Regions from separate parts of the Sus scrofa genome. Here region 2 is linked to region 1. A link is a contact called in public HiChIP or PLAC-seq data. All regions are on one chromosome and are shown on one strand. Each heading gives the region's core, a stretch centred on a gene start, on an enhancer-like site or on the middle of the called end of the contact. The rest is flanking DNA. Distances are from core to core; before and after follow the strand shown.

Region 1 (6,456 bases), core at 1,408-3,907:
TTCAATCTTTCACTGTTAAGCATGATGTTAGTTGTTGTTTAGGTTTTTGGGGGGTTTTTGTTTGTTTGTTTGTTTTTGTTTTTTCTTCTGGTAGGCTTTTAAAAAAATCAGGTTGGAGCAGTTCCCCACTATGCCTATTTCGGAGAATTTTTAGCATGAATGGGTGTTCGATTTTGTCAAATGCTTCTCTGCATTAATATGATTATGTGATTTTTCTCTTTCAGTCTGTTATTTGATTTTTAAATATTGACCCAATCTTGTATCCCTGGAACAAACCTCACTTGTTATGGTGTATATATTCTGAATTCTATTTGCAAGATTTCGTTAAGGATTTTTGTATCTCTAGTAATGAGAGATACTGGTCTGTAGTTTCTCTCTCTCCCACTCTGTCTGGTACTATCTGTCTGCTTTTGCTATCAGAGTACTTCTAAATAAAATTAATTGGGAATTGTCCCCTCCACTGCTACTTTGTATGAGAGATTGTATAGAATTGACTTCAATTTCTCTTGAAATGATTGGGGAAATTCTCCAGGGAAAGCAGCAGGGCCTGGAGATTTCTTTTTTAGGAGTTTTAAATCACAAACTCAATTTCCTGAATAGTTTCAGGGATATTCAAATTATCTCCTATTGTTTAGATGGGATAGTTTATGATTTTTGAGGAACTGGTTCATCTTTTTGAATTCCTGTATGTAGAGGTATTCTAGATGTTTATTGGTTTATTTACTTCGGAAGTCTGCAGGATCTATGTGGATTCCTGCATTCCATTCCTGATTTTTGTGATTTGCATTTCTCTCTCTTTTTTCCATTGTTATGCTTGCTAAAGGTCTGTTAATTGCATTGATCTCAGCTTTTGATTTCATTTATTTTCTCTATTATTTCTCTGTTTTCAATCTTCATGGATTTCTTCTTATAGGTTCTTCCCTCTTGTTTGCCCTTGAGTTTATTCTGTTTTTATTTTTCTAATATCTTAAGGTAGGAGCTTAGACAATTGATTTGAGACATTTTCTTTTTGCTAATGTCAGCAATTAGTGCTATAAGTTTCCTTCTTAGCACTGCTTTAGCTGTGTCTTAAACATTTTAATATGTTGTGGTTTCATTTTCATTCAACTCAATGAATTTTGAAAATTTCCCTTGAGACTTCCCCTTTGAACTATGGGTTGTTTTAAGTCTATTAGTTTCTGAGGATTTATTCCAAGTGTCTGTTATCTTTCTGTTATTGGTTTCTAGTTTTATTCCAGTGTGGTCAGAGAACACACTGTATGATTTCGATTCTTTTCAATTTGAGTTTTGTTTTATGGATTAGAAAATATATTGTCCCTTGATATATGTTTCTCAGGCACTTCAAAGGAGGATATATTCTGCTGTTGATGGGTGGCGTCTTCTATAAACATCAATTAAATCCTATTGGTCGATGGTATGGTGGAATTCTTCTGTTCTTTGCTAATTTTCTGTATAGTTGTTCTCTCCGTTGTTGAGAGAGGGGTGTTGAGCTCTCCAAATATAACTGTGGATTTGTCTATTTCTCCTTTGATTTCTACCAGTTTTTGCTTCACATATTTTGCAATTCTGCTGTTTGGTGTGTACATTTTGCAGCTCTGCTATCTAGGATTCCTATGCCTTCTTGGTGGGTTGACCCCTTTTTATTATATAATGCCTCTCTCTGTCCCTGGTAATTATTTTGCCCTGAAGTCTACTTTATCTGATATTAATATAGCCCCATCATCTTTCTTTTGATTAATATTTGCATGCTCTATCTTTTTCGATCCCTTTACTTTTTTTTTCCCCACATGCCATGCCCATGGCATATGGAAGTTCCCTGGCCAGAGATCAAACCTGTGGCACAGCAGTGACCCAAGACGCTGCAGGGGCAACACCAGATCCTTAACCTGCTGCACTACAAGGGAACTTCCTCTATCCCTTTACCTACCTTTATCCTACCTATATGGTTATATTTGAAGTGAGTTTCTTATAGACAGACAGCATATAGTTTGGTCGTTAAAAAAAAAATCTATTATGCCAATCTTTGTCCCTTTTTTTCCTTTTCTGCCTACCTTTCCAGCCTACTCACCCAAACACACCGGCCACTCTGCTTTCCTGAATAATGTGAGACAAACCCTAGCTCACTTCAGGCCTTTAAGTGACAATTTCCTTCCAGCTCACAAACACTATTCCCTCTACCAAAGCATCTCCTCCCCAGTACCAGTTTCTCCCTGCCAAAATTCCATTTGCCAGACTCCAAATGGCAAAATGCTTCTCCCATTTGATGAGAATGTCAAGGTCTTGTTTTCCATGTGGTCTCAGCGATTTCCTCTATGGTTCCCAAGCAGTAGCAGCCCCCTCCTGCTCTGGAGGACACTGGCATCTTTTGTTCCTCCTCTATGAGTTCCTTATTTGTTCACAATTGTGATGTATTTGCGGATGCTCTTAGCCCTCTACCAGAGTGTAGGCTCCTTGAGGTCAGGGGTTAAATCTAACTATCTTTGCAGAAATGAAGGACTCAGCAATCACTTGTGGACTATGCCAGGAGTGTTGCCAGACACTCTTTGCCCAGGTTTCAGTAACAGGGGCGTATATACAGGAAGTGGGCAAGGCATGCAAGCCTGCCAGACCAAACCCGTGTTGATGGGTCTACCAGCAAGACAGACTTTTGTCTGTAGTTCTACACATATACCAGTAGATGGCAACAGCCACCTACCATCTTTCAAGGACTCCTGTTCCTTCTCTCCTGACCAGAGAGGTCAATTTGCAGAGAAATCCCTTCCATGAGTGTTTATTGAGGGTCTACCTGAGATCCAGGGTCACACACAGGCGCTGGGGGAGGAGAGCAGGGGAAAAATATAAGAAAAGGAAAACTTAGCTCAAACTTCAGAGGGTACAGTTCAGCGGCTGGGGTTGGGGAGCGGGGGAGGGGAGCAATGAAATACACACAGAGCAATTAAACCCCGCCTACTAGATAAGGGATCTGTGTGTTTGACTGGAGATACAATCTCCTTGGGCCTCAGCTTATTCATTCCAAAATCAGAAGGTTGGAGCACATGCTGAAAGAGAGATCAGCATGTGCCAATGAGCTGTGCAAGGCTTCATGAAGGATGCTGGGGCTGAGTTCAGAAAGGTGGGCAGGGTTTTTTAAGGGAGAAGCAATAGCAGTAATAAACATCCTTGACCATACTGCACCCGCTTCTTCCCATTCAGTCCTTTCTTCTTTTAGGCCATTGAACAATCATGTATTCTCACCCATCTTGTGCTAGACCCTCTGCCGAGTGCTGTGGGCAGTGGGTGAGGAGAATGGGGGCAGCGGCTGGTATATAAAAGTGACAAAGACTTTTCCCTGATTCCTCGGAGTTCATAGTCTATGGAAACCTGACACGCCAGTAAATGACTATGCCATTTACGCAGTACCAGGAGATACGGATTATCAAAATAGCTAACATGTATGTACCTACGACTTGATCATGTATAAAACACATCTAGCGTATGCTTCAATCCCGTGAGGGGAGGAAGACAACGATTCCCATTTTCAAGGAAGCAGAGGTAGAGACATGAGGTAGTGGGGTGAAGGTCACAATTTTGTCAGTGGCAGAACACGGGCTATCCCCAGTTTCTCTGAATCCTGTGATTTTGTCCAGTTCCTCACACCGCTGACAGTGACATGACCCAACATGACCAGAAATGAAAATCTTGGTCCTCAGACCAGAACATCAGAAAAATCCTCCTTTACTCTTTGCTAATTGGGGAGCAAACAAATCTCTCGGTCCCTTGAGGGAACTCCTGGGCTGCTTGGGTAGCATATGCTCCCTAAGGGACTGCCAGGGGCTGGTGTCCTTGCCCTGTCCCACGGCTACTGGCGCTTTAGGGCCCCTCAGACTCCTCCCAGGCTGATGGGAATCTTACAAGACATTTGCCCTTCCTGCTGCACCACTGACATGAGCCGTGAGTCACTCAGCTCCAGTTCCATGTGGTCAAAAAAGGAGTAGACCCATCAGGACCCTGGAGATCCATGTGGTCAATGCTCTTGAGACCCCTTCAGCTCTGGACCTTTAAGTCTCAGAATCTCAAGTCTTAGTCTTAGTTTGAACTCAGTCACTCCAACTTTGGGAGCTGTTAATTTATAATTTAGTTTTTTTAATGTATAATAATCCTTCTCATATGCATGTAATTTTAAAGCTGATAAAGTGTTTCCACATCTCATGATTTTTTTTTTCATTATGTACAATTTCGTTATTTAACAAAAAAAATTTTTTTGGCTGCATTTGCAGCATACAAAATTTCCCGGACCAGGGAACGAACCCGTCCCACATCAGCAACCTGAGCCACAATAACAACACTGGATCCTTGACCCACTGTGCCACAAGGGAACTCCGGGAAATTTTTTTCCTCTAATTTAGAGATAAAATAATCTAAGACTCCTCAAATTTATAACTAGCTCAAGTGGCAGAGCTCAAGTTCAATAGATACTTGGTTTATTCCATGAGTAAATACTTATTATGAACCACCAGATGATCAAATGCTATTTAAGAAAACAGAGGCCACAAATTACACTCTCTTGCCTGTGGCACTCACGTTCCAGCAAGAAATATAGACTCGGTAATATATTACTATGATGCAATGTATTAAGTGCTACAGACGAATGTTGGGGGGAGGAAAGGACAGTGGTAGGGTGGCCTCTATATGCTGGGCTCTGCATAAAGAGCTTTGGTCCCAACTTCCTTTGAGATCAGTCAGAATAAGTTAAGTTATGCTACGGAAAAAATAAGCCCACATCTCAGTTTATGTCCCATTCAGCCGACACATCCACAGCCAGGCAGAAAGCTTGGCTCATGTGGTCACTCAGGGATTCAGAACAACAGAGGTCCCGGGTTGATCATGCTCTGGGGATGCAGGGATAGGATAAAATGCTGTGGCCTAGAGTGACACCTGTCCATTCCACTCACACCTTGTACAGATCCAGCTACAAGACCTCAGTCAACCACAAGGGGGCCTGGAAGTAGTCTTCCTTATGCCCAGAAAAAAAAAAGGAAAACAAATATTGGTGGGGATTCAAGTAGAGAAAGCCATGTATGATCTATAGCATGCTAGCTGCTCTATCAGATTCTGATTCTAACAATTTTACAGCTTTGGAAGGAGTAGATAATTGATAGACATGTGGATTCTACCCAACAGAAATCCAATTAAGCACTCTCTTCTTTGAGGGAAAACCATTTTGCCTCTATTTGCATATTCATTTCAATACTCCCGATCTATAAAGGTGTCTGTTTCTCAGGTTCTCTTTTAAATCTGTCATAACATCTGCCTGGTTCTCTCATTATGAGTAAATAAATGTTTACCCTGTATTCGTTTTTATACCTGAATGGAGTATAGAGCCATGATTTTGCTCTTTTATGAAAATTATCTTTCTGGAGTTTCCGTCGTGGCTCAGTGGTAACGAACCTGACTAGCATCCACGAGGAGGCAGGTTCAATCCCTGGTCTCGCTCAGTGGGTTGAGGATCCACTATTGCCATGAGCGGTGCTGTAGGTTGCAGAAACGGCTCGGATCTGGCGTGGCTGTGGCTGTGGTGTAGGCCGGCAGCTACAGCTCTGATTTGACCCCTAGCCTGGGAATCTCCATATGCCACTAGTGCAGCCCTAAAAAAGGACAAAAGACAAAAAAAAAAAAAAAAGGAAAGAAAAAGAAAATTATCTTTCAATAACACACTTTAGAGATGAGGAAAGAAGTTCAAAGAGGTTAAGAAACTTGCCAGGAGTTCCTGTTGTGGTGCAGTGGAAATGAATCCAACTAGGAACCATGAGGTTGCAGGTTCGATTCCAGGCCTTGCTTAGTGGGTTAAGGATCTGGCTTTGCTGTGAGCTGTGGTGTAGGTCACAGACACGGCTCGGATCCCGCGTTGCTGTGGTTGTGGCATAGGCTGGCAGCTACAGCTCCGTTTAGACCCCTAGCCTGGGAACCTCCATGTGCCTCGGGTGCAGCCCTAAAACAGCAAAAAGAAAAAGAAAAGAAACTTGCCCCAAGTCATCCAGCTAATGAGTGGCAGAGGTGGGAATTACGATCCCTTCTATTTGATCTCAGAGCCCACTTTCTACCACACAGTTTGCAAAGACTAGGATGTGGCAGAGGGTACGGTTCATTCACTATCAGGATGGAAGAAGGCTGATGTCTACGCTGGCTCTCGGCAAGCAGAGAAGAGCACATGCAGAAACATTAGGAGCTGGAAAGGGCAGGGCGTGTTTGGAGAACACACGTAGCACAGCAGGGAAAGGCCACTGGGGAGCTGAAAGCCGGGGCTGGAATTATGAAAAGATTCAAACGCCGGATCAGAGTGTCTGGACTTAACTGTGTGAGCGACAAGGAGCGCTCTGTGGATTTTAAGCAGGAAAATAAATGATCAAATCTGTATTTTAGGAAATTGCATCTGACATTTGTATGGAGATCAGGCTGGGAGAACATGATCAAAAGCAA
Region 2 (6,227 bases), core at 1,906-4,405, 84 kb after region 1:
CTGGTGGGCTATCGTCAAGATTTATTTTAACTTCAATTGCAGAATTTGAGACAATGCCAGGGATCACTAAGATCGAGGCCTATTTAGTGTGCTTATGATGAAGACTCTTTTCAGGGGAGATGTTTCAACCACTTAAGGAGTCATTTCTTAGGGCCTGTCCTTGCATAGCCACAGCCGATAAGCCCCTAATCCCGCAGCACACACGGCACGGGGAGAGGAAGTAAGAGTTGAAGTTCAAGAGGCAGCTCGTGGGCCCTGCATTTGAACCACAGGTGCCCAGGACCTGGCTCTGGGGATTTATGCAGATCACTTACAGGCAGGCGGATGATTTCAGTGTAATTACTGTGTAATTAATTCACAAGGTTTTAAAATGAAGAAAATACATACTAACAATAACGTAGTTTGAACTTCCCGCCAACCCCAGTGAGGTCCAGTATTGCATGGGCAGGGCAGTGCCAGGTGCCCAGGGTGCTGCCCCGAGGGATTCGTCGTGAGCTCGGAGTAGGGAACTACAGTCGGGGTTCTGGAATACACTGCCTGCCTTCCACCCTGGCTCCCCTGCCTATTGGCCGTGGGGCCCTGGGAAAGGCACTTACCCTCTCGGGGCCTTCTTCCTTACCTGTAAAACACAGAGAATAACAGTAACCGTAGACAGGATTGTGGCGGGGACCAAAAGAAATAATGCTTGTAAGGTGCTTGTCAGGGTGCCTGACACGTGTAGAACTCAACTGCTGTTGTTAGCAACTCAGTTGCTATCATCATTCAAAGCGTAACCCAGGGCCCTCTGCCCCCGCAGCAGCACCCGCCTTGCCACAGCCTTCAGAGGCCGTCCCCTTGGGGTATCCTGAGATCCGCTCTGTGTCTGGGAACTCTTATGTTTGAGGGTTTTTTTTCTTTTTCAGCTTTTTCTTTTGGGGGGCCATGTCATGCAGTGGCTTGGTGTGGGATCTCAGTTCCCAGACCAGGGATTGAACCTGGGCTGCCAGGGAATTTCCTTTTCAACTGTTGTCATCATTGCCCCCCACAAAGAGAGGCAGCCAAAGGCTTTTCCCACTGGACTCATCGGAAAAGGCATATTTTGTCTAAATACTCCGTGGTGGAGCCACCGGGAGGACCACCGTCACCCTGGCCGAGGCTCTGTTTGCAGACGCGCCCCCACGGAGGGAGCTGCTTGGCTGGTGGTTGCTGGTGAATGTTCTCTGCTGCTCAGCTGGTTATAGTCAGCAGCTGTAGTTCTGTATTTTTTCTTGTCTAAACCTATTTATTTACTGTCACTTTAACAAGAATGACCAGTGTTATCTTTGGCTTTTTATCCTTTTTTTCTTAAGAATTAAGCTTTTTTTTTTTTTTTTTTTTTTTTGGTCTATTTGTCTCTTGAAGGCCGTACCTGCAGCATATGGAGGTTCCCAGGCGAGGGGTCGAATCGGAGCTAGAGCCACAGCACAACAACACAGGATCTGAGCCACGTCAGCGACCTACACCACAGCTCATGGCAACACCAGATCCTTAACCCACTGAGCAAGGGCAGGGATCCAACCCGAAACCTCATGGTTCCTAGTTGGGTTCGTTAATCACTGAGCCGCAATGGGAACTCCCTGAATTAAGCTTTTTAAGAAAAAAATTATCTAGACCTTTTCAAGAACTAGCCACCAAAGTAAAAGGGGAGATGAGCATGCCACACCAAGCCTGGGGCCAGCGCTGGCTGTGCTGTGTGCTTTATATGCATTGGTTTGCCTGCCTTTTACATCGGCCCTGGGAGGTAGAGTATTTATTAGCCTTACTTTTCAGGGAAGAAAACTAAGATTGAGCAAAGTTAAGGAACTTGCCCATATTTAGAAAGTAATGCAGCCAGATTTCATCTCGAGGTCTGCCTCGCTGCAGAGCTTACATTTTCCTTCCTCTTTGACAGCCGCCATTACTGTGCCAGTAAAAACACTTCATTATATTCTCCTTATGAAATATTAAAACAGGAGTTCCTGTTATGGGGCTCAGTGGGTTAAGAATCGGACATGGTGTCCATAAGGATGCAAGTTTGATCCCTGGCCTTGATCGGTGAGTTAAGGATCCAGTGTTGCCTCAAGCTTGGGCATAGGTCGCAGATGTGGCTTGGATCCGGCATTGCTGTGGCTGTGGCATAGGCTGGCAGCTGCAGCTCCAATTCAGCTCCTCGTCCAGGAACTTCCATTTGCCACAGGTGCAGCCATAAGAAGAAAACAAACAAATAAACAAATAGAAAAATTAAAAAAAAAAGTTAGGCAAAGCTAAAGAACTTTGGACCTCTCAGAGTTCCCGTCGTGGCTCAGTGGTTAACAAATCCGACTAGGAACCATGAGGTTGCGGGTTCGATCCCCGGCCTTGCTCAGTGGGTTAAGGATCCGGCGTTGCCGTGAGCTGTGGTGTAGGTCACAGACTTGGCTTGGATCCCGCGTTGCTGTGGCTCTGGTGTAGGCCGGCGGCTACAGCTCCAATTAGACCCCTAGCCTGGGAATCTCCATATGCTGTAGGAGCAGCCCCATAAAAGGCAAAAAGACAAAAAAATCCACATCTCAGTGCCTTTTCCAGATTTCTTTCTTCTATAAACACCTCACTTGCAAGACAGATGTTGCAATAATAATAATACCTGTTTGTTATCTGCCTCACCTGAGTTGAATGAGGTTATGGACAGAAACCATTTTATAAACTTTACTGTCCTCTGCATATGCCTATTTTTAGTGGTAACAGGGAGCATAGAAACATCCATTACCTAAGACCCTTTTGTAGGGAATCTTGCTTGGTTTAAACCTCATTACTGGGAGTTGATGGAATCTCATGCCTCTGGACGGCCCAGCCCTGAGCCTGTCCAGCAGGATCTTCAGGGTGGCATTTGTAGGGCTAGGCTGCAGAATCACAATCCTCCAGTAGGTGTCACCCTCCACCAGGACACATCCTCTGCACCTTCCCTACAGGCCTCCTGAGCCCATTCAGTGCTGCTTCGTCGAAATTAAAGGTGGAAGCAGTGCTGAGGGTATGGAATTTGAGTTGAAGAGAGGCCCAGGGCAGGTAAGTAAGTTTGGGGCAGGCAATCAGAATGCAAAGCCGCCAAAGGAATCTTACAGGTGAGCAGGGAGAACCCAGGGCAAGGACTGTCGCCATCTGAAGGTTGATTCAGGTTATACCCAGAGGCTGTGCATTGCAGGAAGGGACTCTGAGTGACCCGCTATGTCTGGATGGGTCAGGAATGGCTTCAGTTGGAAGGTGACAATTGAGATAGGTCCTGAAAGGTGAGAAAGAACCTTCCACGCCGAGGAAGTAGGAAGGGTATTCCAGGAGCATCCTGAGATGGGCTGGGACCTCATGGATGGGGTGGGCAGGAAAGGATAGGAGGAAGTAACTAGAATGAGGGAGGGAGATGAGGCCAGATTCCTGAGGACCTTGAGGGCCAGGACCGTGGAAGGGTTCTTTGTTTTGCTTTGTTTCCGTTTGGAGTCGGCCAGCAGGGACTCCCAGCTAGAGATATGGAAGATGAACTGGACAGGTAGAGACTGGAGGCAGGGAGGCCAGAGAGGAGGCTGTGGGTGAAGGTCTTATCCAGCACAGGAGCAGTTGGTACTGGGAGGGCAGACATAGACTGGCAACTATTTGCAGGAAAGAGTTACGTGGACACAGTTCCTGATGAGATGGGGTGAGAGTGGGGGGTATCAGTGGAGGAATTAAGACTGACTTTGATGTTTCTAGCTTGATGAACTCAGTGGATGTGGAACCATTAGTTGAGACAGAAAACAGGAGAAGGAGCAGATTGCGAAAGCAGAGGGAAAAGAAACTTTTATCTTTGGACTTCTTGCGTTTGAGGTGAGACGGAAACGCCCCAGTGGAGATGTCGGTAAACAGTGGAACACAGTGGCCTGGAGCCGATGAAGAAAGGACAGAGGAGCAGCCTGAGGACCACCGCTTCTCATTTACCCACTGTTTGTCTTTTTGTCCAATTCCAAAGAGGCTCCCCCAGCCTGTGCTGCATTTCACACACATTTCAAATTGCTTCTCTCTGCAGCAGCAGGACTAGGAATGTCTTTCCTTAATGGCCCAAGGCCCCGGGATGCCTCGTGGCACGACCACTGTGGAATGGGGCATGCGAAGGCCCCTTCTTTTCACTTTTTCTCAAAACCTGAACCTGTCCTCCAAGAGGAGTGGCAGGAAAGCCAGGCACCCAAAGAGGTTGGGGTGCTGGGCAGGCCTAGCAGCTGATGGGTTTGCCAGGGCAGAGAAGTCAAGCTCTTTTTAGAAGCTGTTTGCTCCTTCCCTGGGTTTGTATGTCGTGTGCACATGTGCATCCTTGCACACACATGCTTGCATATAGGTATTTGCTTATTTGCCGGGGCGCTCCCCCCTAAATGGAGCAGGAGAGGAACAGATCTACTCCTGGCTCCTGCTGGTCTCTCTCCTGCCATCACAAGAGCAGCTCCCTGGCAAAGAAGTCCCAACAGAGAGGGCAGCCCAGAGGCAGGCACCTGTCTGGAGCTTGATCCTAGCCCTCACTGACTTCTGTGCAGTATGTTAATTTCCTTTGTCTGCTGTAACAAATTTCATCAACTTGGTGGTTGAAACAACAGAAATTGATTCCCTGACAGTTCTAGAGGCCAGAAGTCTGAAATGAGTATCACTGGGGCAAAATCAAGGTGTTGATGGGGCCCCCTCCTTCCACAGGTCCTAGGAGAGAGTCTGGTCCTTGCAGGTTGGAGCTTGGCCAGCGGCATTTCTTAGCTTGTGGCCACATCACTCGAATGTGTCTCTTCTGTGTGTCAAATCTCCCTCTTACAAGGATGCGGGAGGCTGCATCAGAGGTCTCCTCAAATAATCCACAATCTTCCCATCTCTGAATCCTTGGCTTAATCACATGTGCAGTCTCTGCCATGTAAAGGTGGTAATTACAGGTTCCAGGGTGGGGACCTGATATCATGGGTGGGGGCATCATTCAGCCTACTACAGATAAGGGTTAGGAAAGGTCTTTCATTTGACCCTTACCACCTGTGTGTGAAACAGGTGTCACTATCCCCATTTTAGCAATGAGAAAAATGGGCTCTGCCAGCTAAGATGCCAGGATCTATCAGGAGACCTTGATCAACTCCAGACATAAGGGTCCATCCTATCTTTTTGCTTTTTAGGGCTGCACCTGCAGCATATGGAGGTTCCCAAGCCAGGGGTCAAATTGGAGCTACAGCCACTGGCCTATGTCATAACCACAGCAATGCCAGATCTAAGCCATGTCTGTGACCTATATCACAGCTCATGGCAATGACAGATCCTTAATCCACTGATCGAGGCCAGGGATCAAATCCGCATCCTCATGGATCCTAGTCAGGTTCATCAACTGCTGAGCCACAAAAGGAACTCCTCCATCATATTATTTATTTATTTATTTATTTTTAAATTTAATTTGTCTTTTTAAGGCCACACTCACAGCACATGGACGTTCCCAGGCTAGCAGTTGAATCAGAGCTGTAGCTGCTGGCCTACGCCACAGCCACAGCAATGCAGGATCTGAGCTGCATCTGCGACCTACACCACAGTTCATGGCAATGCTGGATCCTTAACCCACTGAGGGAGGCCAGGGATCGAACATGCGTCCTCATGGATGCTAGTCAGATTTATTTCCATTGAGCCATGACAGGAACTCCCATCTTTTTTTTTAAATATAAAAATCTATCCTTTTTAAAAGAAAAGAAAAGAAAAGACAGCCATACATTTAATCAAGCAGCAGATAATCAAAACTCACTTCTGCATTGGGTGACTCCTGCTGGTTCCCCTGGCCCTGCTCTCCCTTGGGTGTCTATGTTGGAGGATAAGGAAGAGATGGCATGCTTCCCTCCTGCCTGGCACCTCGTTCGGGTTCACTCCTGTGGACATGGGTCAGTAGAAAGGTCTATGGGAGCCCAGAAGGCTGGAACCAACCAGGGCAGCCCTCCTGACTTTCCTGGCTGGAGCATGGCTGGGCGGGAAAGTCAGTGTGCAGGTCTGCAGTCCAGACAGAGAGACCTGGGCCTACAGAGTCTTTTCCTGCAGCTGAGGAATCCCAGCTGGAGCTGGGAAATAAGAGTAACCACCACGACAAAAGCCCCTGACCCTCCTGTACTTACTTCTGCTTTTGCATCTTATTTCTGTCATCTCTTCAATCACGGTGCTCTCACATCCCTCTAGAAGGCAGGCAGAGAAACAACCCCTATGTCATAGACCGAGCACTCAGATTTGACGGG

What was found. HiChIP or PLAC-seq counts read pairs in DNA pulled down with a chosen protein or histone mark.
Region 2: a contact with region 1 is called in an H3K27ac HiChIP or PLAC-seq map of alveolar macrophages. The contact joins two enhancer-like sites. A contact is called at or near these places in 17 of 47 Hi-C or Micro-C datasets (alveolar macrophages, brain, embryonic fibroblasts and 11 more) and 2 of 2 datasets of contacts at active chromatin or transcription factors (alveolar macrophages and skeletal muscle).

The regions. Positions count from the first base shown.
Region 1 is chr3:10,395,119-10,401,574 of Sscrofa11.1, forward strand. No RefSeq gene overlaps it. Among named protein-coding and RNA genes, the nearest start is that of CCL26, 17 kb to the left of the region's middle. Within about 2 kb of position 2,658, at least 3 of the 83 cell types and tissues checked have an H3K27ac peak or open chromatin away from gene starts, as enhancers often do. A contact at or near this core is called in alveolar macrophages, where this site is marked.
Region 2 is chr3:10,478,561-10,484,787 of Sscrofa11.1, forward strand. All of the region lies in intron 1 of HIP1 (huntingtin-interacting protein 1), which reads left to right. Among named protein-coding and RNA genes, the nearest start is that of HIP1, 65 kb to the left of the region's middle. Within about 2 kb of position 3,156, at least 6 of the 83 cell types and tissues checked have an H3K27ac peak or open chromatin away from gene starts, as enhancers often do. A contact at or near this core is called in alveolar macrophages, where this site is marked.